4 separate regions of the Mus musculus genome follow, and regions 2, 3 and 4 are each linked to region 1. The links are chromatin contacts, called in public Hi-C maps. All regions are on one chromosome and are shown on one strand. The core of a region is the stretch at or near the end of the contact, and the rest is flanking DNA. Distances in the headings are between cores, read along the strand shown. Region 1 has its middle 120 kb from the start of Gm52244. Region 2 has its middle 40 kb from the start of Gabpa. Region 3 overlaps App (amyloid beta (A4) precursor protein). Region 4 overlaps App (amyloid beta (A4) precursor protein).

Evidence for each region. Hi-C and Micro-C count contacts between places; a contact is called where the count stands out from the background.
Region 2: a contact with region 1 is called in a Hi-C map of cortical neurons, with 2.3 times the contacts expected there. The contact joins two enhancer-like sites. A contact is called at or near these places in 3 of 15 datasets of contacts at CTCF or cohesin (large pre-B cells, pro-B cells and stem cell-derived epiblast-like cells), 39 of 484 Hi-C or Micro-C datasets (the AtT-20 cell line, the G1E-ER4 cell line, the HL-1 cell line and 17 more), 2 of 115 datasets of contacts at active chromatin or transcription factors (SST interneurons and astrocytes) and 1 of 9 other capture datasets (embryonic stem cells).
Region 3: a Hi-C map of cortical neurons shows a contact between it and region 1, with 2.6 times the contacts expected there. The contact joins two enhancer-like sites. A contact is called at or near these places in 3 of 484 Hi-C or Micro-C datasets (cerebellum, cerebral cortex and cortical neurons) and 1 of 115 datasets of contacts at active chromatin or transcription factors (differentiating embryonic stem cells).
Region 4: a Hi-C map of the N1E-115 cell line shows a contact between it and region 1, with 10 times the contacts expected there. The contact joins two enhancer-like sites.

What each region holds. Positions count from the first base shown.
Region 1 is chr16:85,676,202-85,679,215 of GRCm38.p6, reverse strand. No RefSeq gene overlaps it. Among named protein-coding and RNA genes, the nearest start is that of Gm52244, 120 kb to the right of the region's middle. Within about 2 kb of position 1,490, at least 8 of the 459 cell types and tissues checked have an H3K27ac peak or open chromatin away from gene starts, as enhancers often do. A contact at or near this core is called in the N1E-115 cell line, SST interneurons and cortical neurons, where this site is marked.
Region 2 is chr16:84,873,913-84,876,926 of GRCm38.p6, reverse strand. No RefSeq gene overlaps it. Among named protein-coding and RNA genes, the nearest start is that of Gabpa, 40 kb to the right of the region's middle. Within about 2 kb of position 1,551, at least 34 of the 459 cell types and tissues checked have an H3K27ac peak or open chromatin away from gene starts, as enhancers often do. A contact at or near this core is called in the N1E-115 cell line, SST interneurons and cortical neurons, where this site is marked.
Region 3 is chr16:85,091,175-85,094,188 of GRCm38.p6, reverse strand. All of the region lies in intron 3 of App (amyloid beta (A4) precursor protein), which reads left to right. Among named protein-coding and RNA genes, the nearest start is that of App, 81 kb to the left of the region's middle. Within about 2 kb of position 1,403, at least 31 of the 459 cell types and tissues checked have an H3K27ac peak or open chromatin away from gene starts, as enhancers often do. A contact at or near this core is called in cortical neurons, where this site is marked.
Region 4 is chr16:85,116,299-85,119,312 of GRCm38.p6, reverse strand. The region is part of intron 2 of App (amyloid beta (A4) precursor protein); the gene reads left to right. Among named protein-coding and RNA genes, the nearest start is that of App, 56 kb to the left of the region's middle. Within about 2 kb of position 1,537, at least 35 of the 459 cell types and tissues checked have an H3K27ac peak or open chromatin away from gene starts, as enhancers often do. A contact at or near this core is called in the N1E-115 cell line, where this site is marked.

The sequences.
Region 1 (3,014 bases), core at 241-2,740:
TGGGCTGTTCTCAGAGAGAGAGAAGGATACAGAGATGGCCTGTCCTTAGGGAGAGAGAGAGAGAGAAGGATACAGAGATGGCCTGTCCTTAGAGAGAGAGAGAGAGAGAGAGAGAGAGAGAGAGAAGGGAAGAAGGCAAGGGGGAACCTGCTGGAAGAAACCTTGACACATCCCAATGACTGGCTCAAGAGAAATTGAGTGAGATTGGAATTCTGCCATTGGTTCATTCATGGCTCTTAGCCAGAGGCTGAAGATCTCTCCCGAGGGGTTGATGGAGCCTCCTTTCTGCATTTATCATGACAAGTGATCATGAGGAAGGAGCCTCTGAAGGAACAGTTAAATGAGTTGTTTTCCTGTATTCAAGCACATCTCTACACACACACACATACACACACACACACACACACACACACACACACACAGAGACAGAGAGACAGAGACAGGGAGATAGAGAGATAGACACAGAGACAGAGAGATCTGTTTTTGTTTACTATTTGCACAGGAGTTTGGTTTTAATATATTAATCAATCATGAAAAAAAAACCCTCAGGAAAAGTTTATGAGCAAGAGGGAAATCCGTTGGCCTCCTGTCTTGTACATCTACATTGTATTTAACCAGATGGTTTCATGACATTTGCTGAGTCCAGCATAGTACAAAGTATAGCTTCATCAAACCCTGTAGCATGCTGTCTTGGTGGATCCATATCCAGATGATGGATAATTTCACCAACTGACAACTGTACTGCTTTCTGGTATGGAAGTGAAAAGGAGAAATTTACACTATCATTTATAAGTTAAATGAACTTCCTTGTGTAACCACTAGATGGCACTTTTAACCCACAATCAGCTACCACTAAAACTGATACTTTATTTTTATTCAAACATTCTTACTATTTGAGAAAGGATGGAATATAAGAGAATATTATGTTTCTTTAAAAAATATTAATTGTAAGTAAAATCTACCAAAGTATAGTTGAGTGTGACTTTTTAAAACATGAGCTTCATTTTAAAAAACAACTTAATGGCCAAACTGTGATCCTAGACTATTTAATGCACCAAACAAAAGATTTATGTAAGCCTACATTTTGAAATACACCAACATGTGAAATGCGGCAGCTGCAAATGAAGCAGGAAGTCTAGATTTTTCCTATTGTACTCCACTTGACTGCTAAAAAGCAGAATTCATATGTCTCCTTGGGCCTATGTTTTCACAATTTTTTGGAAACTCAAACTCAGTCTCGTGATGACTTCATTCGCTTAAATAATGTTTTTAAATTGTAGTTTACACAAAGCAGAAAACAACTTCCCAACCAAAGGTTTATAAAAAAAGGTCTATGTTGGACCCGTGCTGATGCTGATGACTTGAAAACAAATGATAATGTACGCTGAGCAATCTCAATGCGATGAGCACCGGCTGACTAGTCTCCCACACATGAGGAGAGATGATTAGGAAGAAGTGTGTGTTTCCACAAAAAGTAACGGCAGCGCTGACAATGTGGGTCAGCGCTCAGTTACAGGAAGATCGTAATAACCTCAAATGTAGTTCCCAGTCCCGGGAACACAGAACACTGGCTCCGGGGACCACAATTTGCAAGATGCAGCCAATCATATTGGCTATCTCCTGACGAAATCTAATCACTATTACTATCAAGAATGTCCCAGGAAGAGCGCATTTCATCTTCAACAGGCTTTGCAAGAAGGGTCAGGGAAAGCGAGGAGTAACCCTTCTCAAAAAGCCTGTTGAAGATGAGACATCTTCCCATCTCCCAAACATAGCACTTACATATCTCTGCTTTCATCTTGCCCTTCAGGAGAACTGGGATTCTCTGGGAATTGGCAGCCTTAGCTACAGCTACGTAGAGCATCAGACCACAAAGTGTCTGCTTCGCAATGAGGTGGAGGCAAAAGGAAAGCAAAGGAAGAAGAGCTCATGAAACCAGCCAGGACTTTCCAAGCTCTGAAGACCAGGGCACGTGCAGGTTCTCTGATGCCACCTAGTGCTCAAAGCTATATCAGATCGTTGTAGCACTGGTTCCCAAGTAACCCCCAGGAACGCTAGCCTCGATCTCATCCAATGGGTCCGGTAAAACAGATAGCCATTTCCTGTGTGACAGATGGAACCATAGGCATCTAACAGAAAAGACAGTTTGTGGGAGAAGAATGTGCCGACAGCGCTTGAGTTTACATGTGTTTTCCACAAGGCCTTTGTAGAACAAACAGCCCACTTTATCACCAGCACCGCCTTCCTTGCTGTATCATAATCGCACGGAAAGGAACATTTCGAAGACTTGGGTCTTTAATACGCTCATCTTTTATAGCTTTAAAATCATATAATGGTGGTGTCATTTTCTCGGAGCTCCCTGATGGAGCCCTGGCAGGTCCTAAAAAGCTTTGCAAAGTCAGTCTCCAGGTTGTTGGCACCATGGGAGAAATGCCCTTCTCAACCCCAGGAGAACAGTGGAAAACAAGAGCACACAAACAAGTCTTTTCCCTTCTCATGTTTGACTTCAGCTCTCTGAATTAGTTTTTCGGGTTGCAGGGAAGAAGCACCATGAACATGGTGGCTTAAAGCTCCAGATGGAGCCCAAAGACACAGTGAAGAATCAAAATGTCTACATAATCCCAATCCCTTGGTGCCTGGCCTCTGCCAGCTCTGGGGGACTGTCACTCCTCTGTCCTCTGGCATGCAGCTACATCATTCCTGTCATGCCTGTGTGCACGATGCCACTCTATCTACATTTCTGTTTTCACATGGTTTTCCCTCTTATAAGGATCACCAAAATTAAGTATATATAGTGTTCTTGTTCTCGCGTGATTGTATATGTGAATACCCTATTCCCAAAGGTTACTGTCTCAGGGACAAAGAGACAGATATCAACATATCTCCATAGAGACCACAGTTCACCACCCTTCCATCATCCTAGGTGTTTGGCTAAGAAGAATCTAAGACAAAAGGAAAAATCTGACAAAATCAGAGTTTCATAACAATGCATTATATCAATTCTCAAAGCGATT
Region 2 (3,014 bases), core at 302-2,801, 800 kb after region 1:
GGGAAAAAAAGCCCCAGTCCCTACCCCCACCCATTGGGTCTAGGACAGTAAGTGTAACTCAGGGATATTGGGAAGTGTAGCCATGTGGAGTTCTGGGAGTGACCCAGCCATTGAGCTGTTAAGGCACATTAAACAGTGTGTGTGTGTGTGTGTGTGTGTGTGTGTGTGTGTGTTTGTGTCTGTGTGTCTGTGTGTGTGTCTGTGTGTGTCTTTCATTCAGGAACCCAAAACATTGGGGCGAGTATCGAGAAACACGCCCCTGCCTAGTCGATTTGAGAGGTTAATTGACAACTGCTAACAGTTAGTGACCAAAAACAAACCATTTTCCTGTCACTACCCCTAAATGGCACCGTTAAACAATCATTTACAGAGTGCTCACAACGTTCTATGTATTAGTCTAGAGGCGACCTAGGGAGTTTGTGCTTGTGTTATATGCAAATTCTTGCCCTATGAGTGTTGCGCACCCTCAAAGTCCGGTGCCTGTGTCTGGAGTCATTCCCCATGGACAGCAGAGGACAGTCGTCTGGAGGGTTGCTACAAGACTATCCAAGATGCAGGTGTCTTTGGCACAAACCCCTCCTCAGGCTTCTCTCTTGGGCCACTGAGCCTCATCAGCAGGGTCCTCCAGCCTCTTGACAGGGACGTACATGCTGAACACAGTGCTCATGCTCTGGCAGAATTCCAAATGAATGCTGTTTCCATGGGGAGCACCGTCGTCAACTCTCGGATTCCAAGGCTGTGTTGTGTGTTGCCTCCATGCCTAGAATTCCCTTCAACTTCACCCAGACCCTTCTTCCTTCAGTGGAGCCATTCAACACCTCGACAGGAACAACAGAATTTTAAACAGATAAAATCCTCTAAGTTTAAGAAGGAGGAGGTGAGGAATAACTGCCCACTAAGCCAAGGTTTAAACGTGAATAATACTGTGTTCATAAGAAAACAAAAAATCACCTTTCGCACAAAGCGTGACACCAAGCACTGGTCTCTTAAACGAGACCCTCCTTGGAAATGATATCCCTGCGGAGACAGGTTTCATAACAGACAACATTTGTGTAGCTTCAACTCCATCGCTTTGTATGTGTGAGCAGCGCAATATGCTCTGCAGGGAGTGTGAAGGAATACATCTGTTTACCTCCTTGCACAGCTGAGTAAGATCTGAAAAATATGTTTTCCCATTTCAAAGGGGAGAAAAAAAAACCCAGGGAGTCCTTGTTGATGAACAGTTTTTAGTTACATAAATTTCTTTACCTTGCCATTTAGACTACATGTGTGACTACCAAAACAGCTGGCGGGGCTCAAGCACACACTGTTTATTTTGGAGCTGTGATGCGGCCAGGCAGACATTTTTAATCCTAGAATTTTCAGCCACTTTGAACTGGGGTAACTGTTCTTAATAAACAACCCTGGGCTTGCTTCGGACTTTCCTGTCGTGTCCTGGTGACATGGAGGGAGAAGGATTGGACCTCAACCCATTGCTGGAAAGGTAGCCTGCGGCTTCCCTCTACAACTGTCTGCCAAGCTCAGATGCCAGCCAATGAGCTCCAACGCAGGGAATCTGCGAGTGACTGCAATATGACACAGGCTGATTTAGTGACTTATGCGCTGCGTCACTGCGAAGGCCAGTGATGCCGACCACCTGCAGAATCACTACAGCTTAGTCTGTACGTTTGTTGTGCCGGCTCATCAGCTCAGGCACAAGCGTTCTCCCCGTCACTGAGTCCAAAGGAAAACAGCCGCCACCACACATTTATCGTCATCTCCAAAATGTGTCCCTGTCCTTTTGCTTTGGCCACGCTTTCCGATTTGCATCCTTCTTCCTCTCGCGTCTCGTGCCAGCCGAGGATGCCTTAGCCACAGTGACCTCAGCTGGAAAACTCTGGAACTGGGACCTCGCCTTATCCCAGAAACCTCACTCTCATGGTTTCATTTTTATTATTTAGACATATAACTCAATAATAGTAGCCAGATAAGCAGCATACAAACTCCAGTTGAATTAGGGGAGAAGGGCTTATCAAAAATTCAATAGAAAGAATAAAAATAATTTTAAAGGTGTATGTGAGTGGCCATGAGATATGATTAAATACTTTGAGACATTTATTGATGAGCATGTGAAATTGATCCCTAGCCTTCTGGTTTTTAAAAGTGGATTTCTTTTTAAGAATCATGACACAAATTAATAGCCAGTTATAGTACTTTCAGATTGTATTATTTAATGCCTCAAAATTACCACTTTTCCTCTGCAGCGGTGGGAGCATGGATCCTGTGTCTGCTTCCTGAGCTTCATTCAAGTATGCGTTTTCAGACATCAGTAGGCTGTGTCCTCAAGGCAGTGAGCCAATAAGTGTGGGAGAACCTTCTATGTACCCCCTCAAATGGTACCTGATAGCTGTGTTCTATGTTCTGCAAACTCTGTTTTTTAAAAAGATTGAATGATTGATTGATTGATTGATTCATTCATTCATTTATATGTATGAGTGCTCTATCTGCATGTACACCTGCATGCCAGAAGAGGTCATCAAATCCCATTACAGGTGTTTGTGAGCCACCATGTGGTTTCTGGCACTTGAACTCGGGACCTATGAAAGAACAGCCAGTGTGCCTAACTGCTTAGCCATCACCCAGCCCCTCTGCAGCCTCTCAGAGCCCGGTGGCCAGTAACCTTTCCCCTAACTGTGTCCTGGAATCTCACTCCCCAGAGCACAAAGCTAGGATACATTTGGGCTTTACCTCATTAGTCCAAACTGTCTCAACCTCCTGCTGAGTGCTGCCTGCTATCAGCCCGTGAAGCTCGTGCCAACATACTAAAATCCTACCTGTGGATCAGCAAGATGGCTCAGTGGGGAGGGATGCTTGCCACCGAGTCCAATGACCTGACTCACATGGTAGATGAAGTTGTCCTTTGACCTCCACAAACAGGCATGTAGCAAGTGTACACACGCGCACAGACATACACACTCACTCAAGAGCATATGCAGGGAGACCTAAAAACAAACAGTAACTGTTTAAGAAAAGCT
Region 3 (3,014 bases), core at 154-2,653, 580 kb after region 1:
GTGCATAGGATGGGAAAGCTGAGTTCAGGGCCCACATCTTGGAGAGAAATGACCTTTGAGAGTTGTCCTTTGACCTCTACATATACTTGCTTGAATTCTCTCTCTCTCTCTCTCTCTCTCTCTCTCTCTCTCTCTCTCTCTCTCTCTCTCACACACACACACACACACACACACACAGAGAGAGAGAGAGAGAGAGAGAGAGAGAGAGAGAGAGAGAGAGAGAGAGAGAGAGAAATTTAAAATTAGAGCTGAAAAGACGAAAGTTAAATCATCTGCAAGCAAATGCAGAGGCCGCTTGCTGAGGGAATGCTAACTAGAGTTGCCTAATGAATCAAAAAAATGGCAAATGCTTAAAATTCAGGAAAATACAGATAAGACCTATTATTTATTGTTGTAGTTGAATATTCTGTTGAGATGGGACTGGTTATCAAAGATGTCCTTTGTACTCTACGTGGCTTTTCGAATGTCAGCTCTATTTTCTCGGAGAGATGGGCTACTGTGTCTAGGCTTGGAGATAGCCATATAGCTTGAATAGAACCCCAGACGAGCTGATCGTGCAGATGTCATGTGGCATCCACTGAGGTCAAGAGGAAGGAGTGGCTTTGCCTTTATTTTCTTTATTTTCCTTTCTGATGAATGACCTCAAGGGCACACTTCATACAACTTTAAGCTTAGACCAGAGAACTCCTATAGTCTGCTAAAGTGGATGCTGTTGGAAGGGCTGCCTCACTCACACTTCTTCCAGAAGATTCTGCTACGTATTGTCAGTTTGCCTCAGTGTTTTTCCTACACCACATTCCTGGGGTAAAACAACTCAGATCTGAATGATAACTTTGCTTGAATGCATGTTCGTCAACAAGAAAGGCAGAAATCATACCATCTGAAAGGGGGTATCCCCTTTAATTATTTCAAGCCTTAGTCACATAGGTCCTCCTTCTGATTGTTTAATATAAAATGAGAGATGTAAGTTCTCCAAAAACTCTGCTTGTATCTTCTATTTTTGAGAAATGATTTAAGTGCATTTAAAAGCTTAGTCTCTGCTTGCCCAGAATGCTTGCTCTTCAAAATATCTGCTCCCCGGAGAGGTAAACTCAAGTTAGTCTTTTCATGTGACTCTGGATCGTTGACCTGGAAGACTTCGGGGTAATGGAATGGGCTTTGGCACTGATCGCTGTTTTCTGGTTGAGTACCCAGCCTGGAAAGGAAGGCGTGACTGAGCCATGTGCAAAGGGGGAGGGTGGGTGGAGTCTAACGATGTTTGAAGCATGAGTACACCTTCATTTGATGCCTCGATTTACTGAGGGAGAGAACTCTAAACTGCTGCATCCATGGATGGATGGAAGTGCCTCAGCTTGTAAGGATGCTTATTTAAATGATTTTGCATATTCAAATGATTCTACAGCCAATCAAACGCATTCATTCCCTGCCTGGTGAGTGAAAACTGAATGACACTTGTGCTCCCTCTGAAAGGAACAGACGTTTTCATTATCAAATTCAACCAAGCAGAAAATCTGGCGAAGGGAGCAGAAATCTCCATTTATTTACATCTACCATCGACTGTTTGGTGATAGGAGATTAGTAGGTTGAGGAAGAGCCTTGTTCTCATTTAGCTATGTGACCCTAGACTTTTGTCTCCTTGAAAATACTTACTTAGGTTATGAGCATGAAGCCAACCAAAAGTCTCAAATTGTGCATATATATTTAATTCTCTATAGATATTTCTGGTGCTTGTGGGCAGAGAGAAGTCCTAGTCACATATTAACATTCTATGTCTTCCTTATACTTTAAAGCCATTGCTTATCAGCTGTAAAAGCTTAACTGCTGCCTTTATGTTCTGTTAGCAGAGTGTCCCCATCTGACTTCCATTTTATTTGCATCAGCCGGTGTAGTTCATCATAAAAGTCTGCATTAGAGAAGTGGATCAGAACCCTCCAGGGGAATTTGCTGCCAAAGCATAGTTAGAGATCTACCTTTTGAATCCTCCATATAATTCTTTCTTGCCCAAACCTTTCTCCGTACAAGTCCAGGAATTCAATTATTTCAGCTCTCTGAGGAGCAGTAAGCTCCAGAAAATTGATTTGCAATAATGAAACTAAGCCTTGTTTACAAATCTGAGTGGCACTTTCGAAGACTGGACTGGCATGGTGACAGGAGGAGGGTACGAATTTATCTAGGGGCTCACCCCCTTTGAAAAGATCATGTTTGTGGAAACACGGCTGGAAAGGATATAGGTAATTTCTAAAAGACCTTGATGGGTCATGTTTTAATCTGCTTCCTTTTTAATTCTATTATCTCCTGTGTTGCTCATCCCTAGGTGTGCTGCTGAGAGCGAGTGCTTTAAGAGAGTGAGTGCTGATAGCTGACCATAGTGCTCTGATGCCCAGTTAAAAGCTGAGCCAGTTTCAAGGGGTATGGCCTCATTTCTTTGCAGTTGACTTGTTAAGTGCTGTGACATTTTTTTCCCATTCTCTTCTTTCTCCCCATAAGATATTTGACCCAGTGAGAAATGGGCCATTTTTCTTTGCGTACATGGGATTTGAAAAGCTGGTTGGACACCATGACGTCTCTATGTGTCTAGCCGGTGACTAGAAATGCCAAAAGAGAGGTCAGCCTTGGAAGAGTAGAGAAAGTGACTGAATCCTTAGGCCCGAGTGGTATTCCTGAGTGACAGTGGAAAATGAGCAGAGGGCAGAGCTTTGTGCAATCAGGACTGTTAAAAAGTGGGTGGGGGGGCGGCACTGAGAGTGAGCTTCACACAGAAAGCGGAGAACAAGAGCGGTCTGGCTTGCGGAGAAGCGGGAGGAGAGGACTGAAGCTACAAGAAGACGGTGGTGTGATGGAGTGGTCAGGGAACACGGGGACTGAGACCAAAGCATTTGGTGTTGACCTTGAACGAACTGTTGTCGATCGTCATGTGCTGAGCCACGTGGAAAGGATCGGAAAGATTCCGGCAAGGTTTAGAGAATGACGGACGGACTAGAGCTCGGGCAGAAACTCTCTAAGTGCCTCTTCCT
Region 4 (3,014 bases), core at 288-2,787, 560 kb after region 1:
TCATCCCGTAAGCCCGTGTTTTCCACAAATGACCACATGTTTTTAAGCCTATGAATATTGATCCTACAAAGATTATTTTCCTTGACTGGGAAGAGCCCTCACTTCCTGCTGCCCTGAGCCCAGTCATGCCTGGGTAGCTTCATTTTCTGTTTTAGTTTGTGGCTTGTGCAGGGATGAGCCACAGACTGGTTCTTTCCACTCCAGACTGCCTGCTTGCGGGTAGCCATGGGGGAGGAGCAGGGGAAAGCCTTTTGGCAGATTTCTTCTTTCTGCCGCTAATGTAGCATTCATCTCTCCTTGCTCATCACCTGCAGTCCATTGGACAAGAAAGGGCTAACATATCAAGGGTTTGCGAGCCATTTTCATGAATTTGGTCCGCATCCTATAACAATGAAAAGCCACTGAAGCCATTCGTTGGCTTAATTTTTGAAGAAGAGGAGAGACTACGTTGGAATTTCAGAGTCAACCCTATCCAGTATATATCACTGTAGAACATTCCAGACACCTGGTCCCAAGCCCATGTGACGGAGTTTCCAGTCCCTATGCTTTTTGTACAGCTTGAGCACTTGAAATGTGGCCAGTTAGATCTGTACTGTTGAGATAAATGTCATGTTTCAGAAATGTAATACCAACAAAGGCATACAACATAGATTTCATTTTGAAGTGACTATATTGTGTGTAGTTATTAAGGATGTCATAAGGATGTTACAGTCAAACTATATGGGGTTAAAGTTGATTTCACCTCTTTGTGGTTTTTTTTTGTTTTGTTTTTTTCATGAAGCTGGAAAAAAACTTGAATGTCCACTGGCCACTTGTTTGTATTTCCACTCAGCAGTGCTCTCGGCTTGTCCAGTGTCACTGTGACAGGGTCGTAATCAATTCATTATCCGGTCATCTGAAGCATAAGAGAGAAATGAGCTGGGGAGTCCCCACAGATTGCCACTCAGAAGGTTCTTGGAAGCCTTTAAATCACATTGTTCAATCTGGGTGTGGTGGCTCTCTCCTGTAATCCTTACACTGGCAAATCTGAGCCTTAGCTATAGAATGAAATGTCTCAAAAGCACAAATGAGGGAGATAGAGAGATGGCAGAGGGAGATAGAGAGATGGCAAAGCAGCTTAGAGCACTTGTCCGTCTCTCAAAACATGCTGGTCTGATTCCCAGTCCCACTTGGTGGCTCAGAACCAAGGATAGATAACTCTAGTTCCTGATGTTTGCATACCCTCTTGTGGATTGCATGGGCAGCAGGCACCCATGTGGGTGCACATACATACACATGCATACATGTGGGAAAAACACAGATGATATAAAAATAAATAAATATAAATTAGTATCTTTAAAAGAAAGAAAATCATCTTACTAGAATGTTTCAAGGTGTGGAGAAGATATAAGAGCCAGTGTCTTCCTCTTTGAGACATTTGCCTCTGGATGGTAAGATCTCCGTGTAGACCCACTAATTAACATAAGAGGAGCACAGCTCCAGACCCAAGGTCTTAGTGCTGTAAATTGACAGGGCAGAGGTGATGATGTCACCACTTGTAATCCCTTTTCATTCTTAACAAAGCCTCAGCCTCAGGGCCAAGTGCTTCTGTCCCTTTAACCCACTTAGTGACACTTCTGGAAAGGAGCCTTGGAATAGACCTTGGGGAAATGCAACATTTAAGGGGAACAAAGAGATGCTATGAAGTGGCCAGAGACAGGACCAGAACTGGCATGTGTCATGTGCTGGGAGACAAGCTAAGTTAATTGCTAAACAGAGAAAAATGATGAGACAAGTATGGTCAAAAATGAGAGCGACTGAAGTGTGATTTTTAGCAAGGTCAGCGTGTGCCTCCATGAAAACTGACCACATGCCAAAAGCAGGTCTTCAGTGCACTTCTTAAGGGGAGAAGAGTGTAAGCTTTTCAGACTGGCCCAGGTTGACTTGGATAGGGGTAGATTCTTAGCACGTTTCAATTGCATGGATGTGAACAGGGATCACCAGCAATTATTTCCATAGGCTAGGAAGCATTGACATTGCTCACAGGGTCTGTGCCCATAAGCCTATAAAATCACCACTCAACTCTAAAACAGTATCCCTCAAATCAAATCATCTTTCTCCGACTAGCTTTGGGTACTGGACAGCCACATCTATCTGCCTTTTACTGGCTGGATACTGCCTTTTATTAGGCAGAAAGGTTGTCTTTTCTTCTTTCTTCCTTTCTTTCTTTCTTTCTTTCTTTCTTTCTTTCTTTCTTTCTTTCTTTCTTTCCTTTCTTCCTTCCTTCCTTCCTTCCTTCTCTTCCTTTTTGTTTGAGAAAATTAATTTTGACAAAGGACATTACCCTTAATAGAGACAAGCCTAATTGCTACAAATATGACATGACCAAGTGGCGAGGATAATTATCACTCTGAGGAAAAAAAAATCTAGATAAAGAGCTTGAGGTGAACAGAGGCAAAGGAAACCATCTTCGCTTTAGTATTTATTTATTTTTTGTTTGTTTGTTTGGTTGGTTGGTTGATTGGTTTTTAATGATGGCAACTTAAGCCAAAGGAGACTGAAGCCAAATCAAGGGAAGCATAGTTGTCCATCATAAATCTCAGGTGTGTGCAGAGGAGGAGGCTAGATATTGCATTGGACACAGCTATGCTGTCCAGTACCTGGGAGGCTAAGGCAAAAGGATTAAAAGTCAGAGGCCATACTTGGCTACACTGTGAGATTCTGTGTCCAAAGAGAGAGTAGGGTGAGCCGAAAGATCTGAAGGTGAAAGGAGACTCCGCTGAATCTGGTGAGTTTTGGAAATGGCAAAGAATGACCTTTTTCCAAGAAACGGTTAACTAGGTAGGTTCTGTTGCCCAGAGACAAAACCAATGGAACAGCCCATGTGTGTGGAAGAGGGTTTCTCCTACATAGAGAAAAACCCTGGGCTGAAGGCAGCTTTCAAAGGGAGGAAGCAGGACTAGGTCCTGTGTTGGAGTGTTGGAGCAGAGAACTATTCCCAAGTGCTACTTCTCCTGTTAATGCCGTTCTTTGTT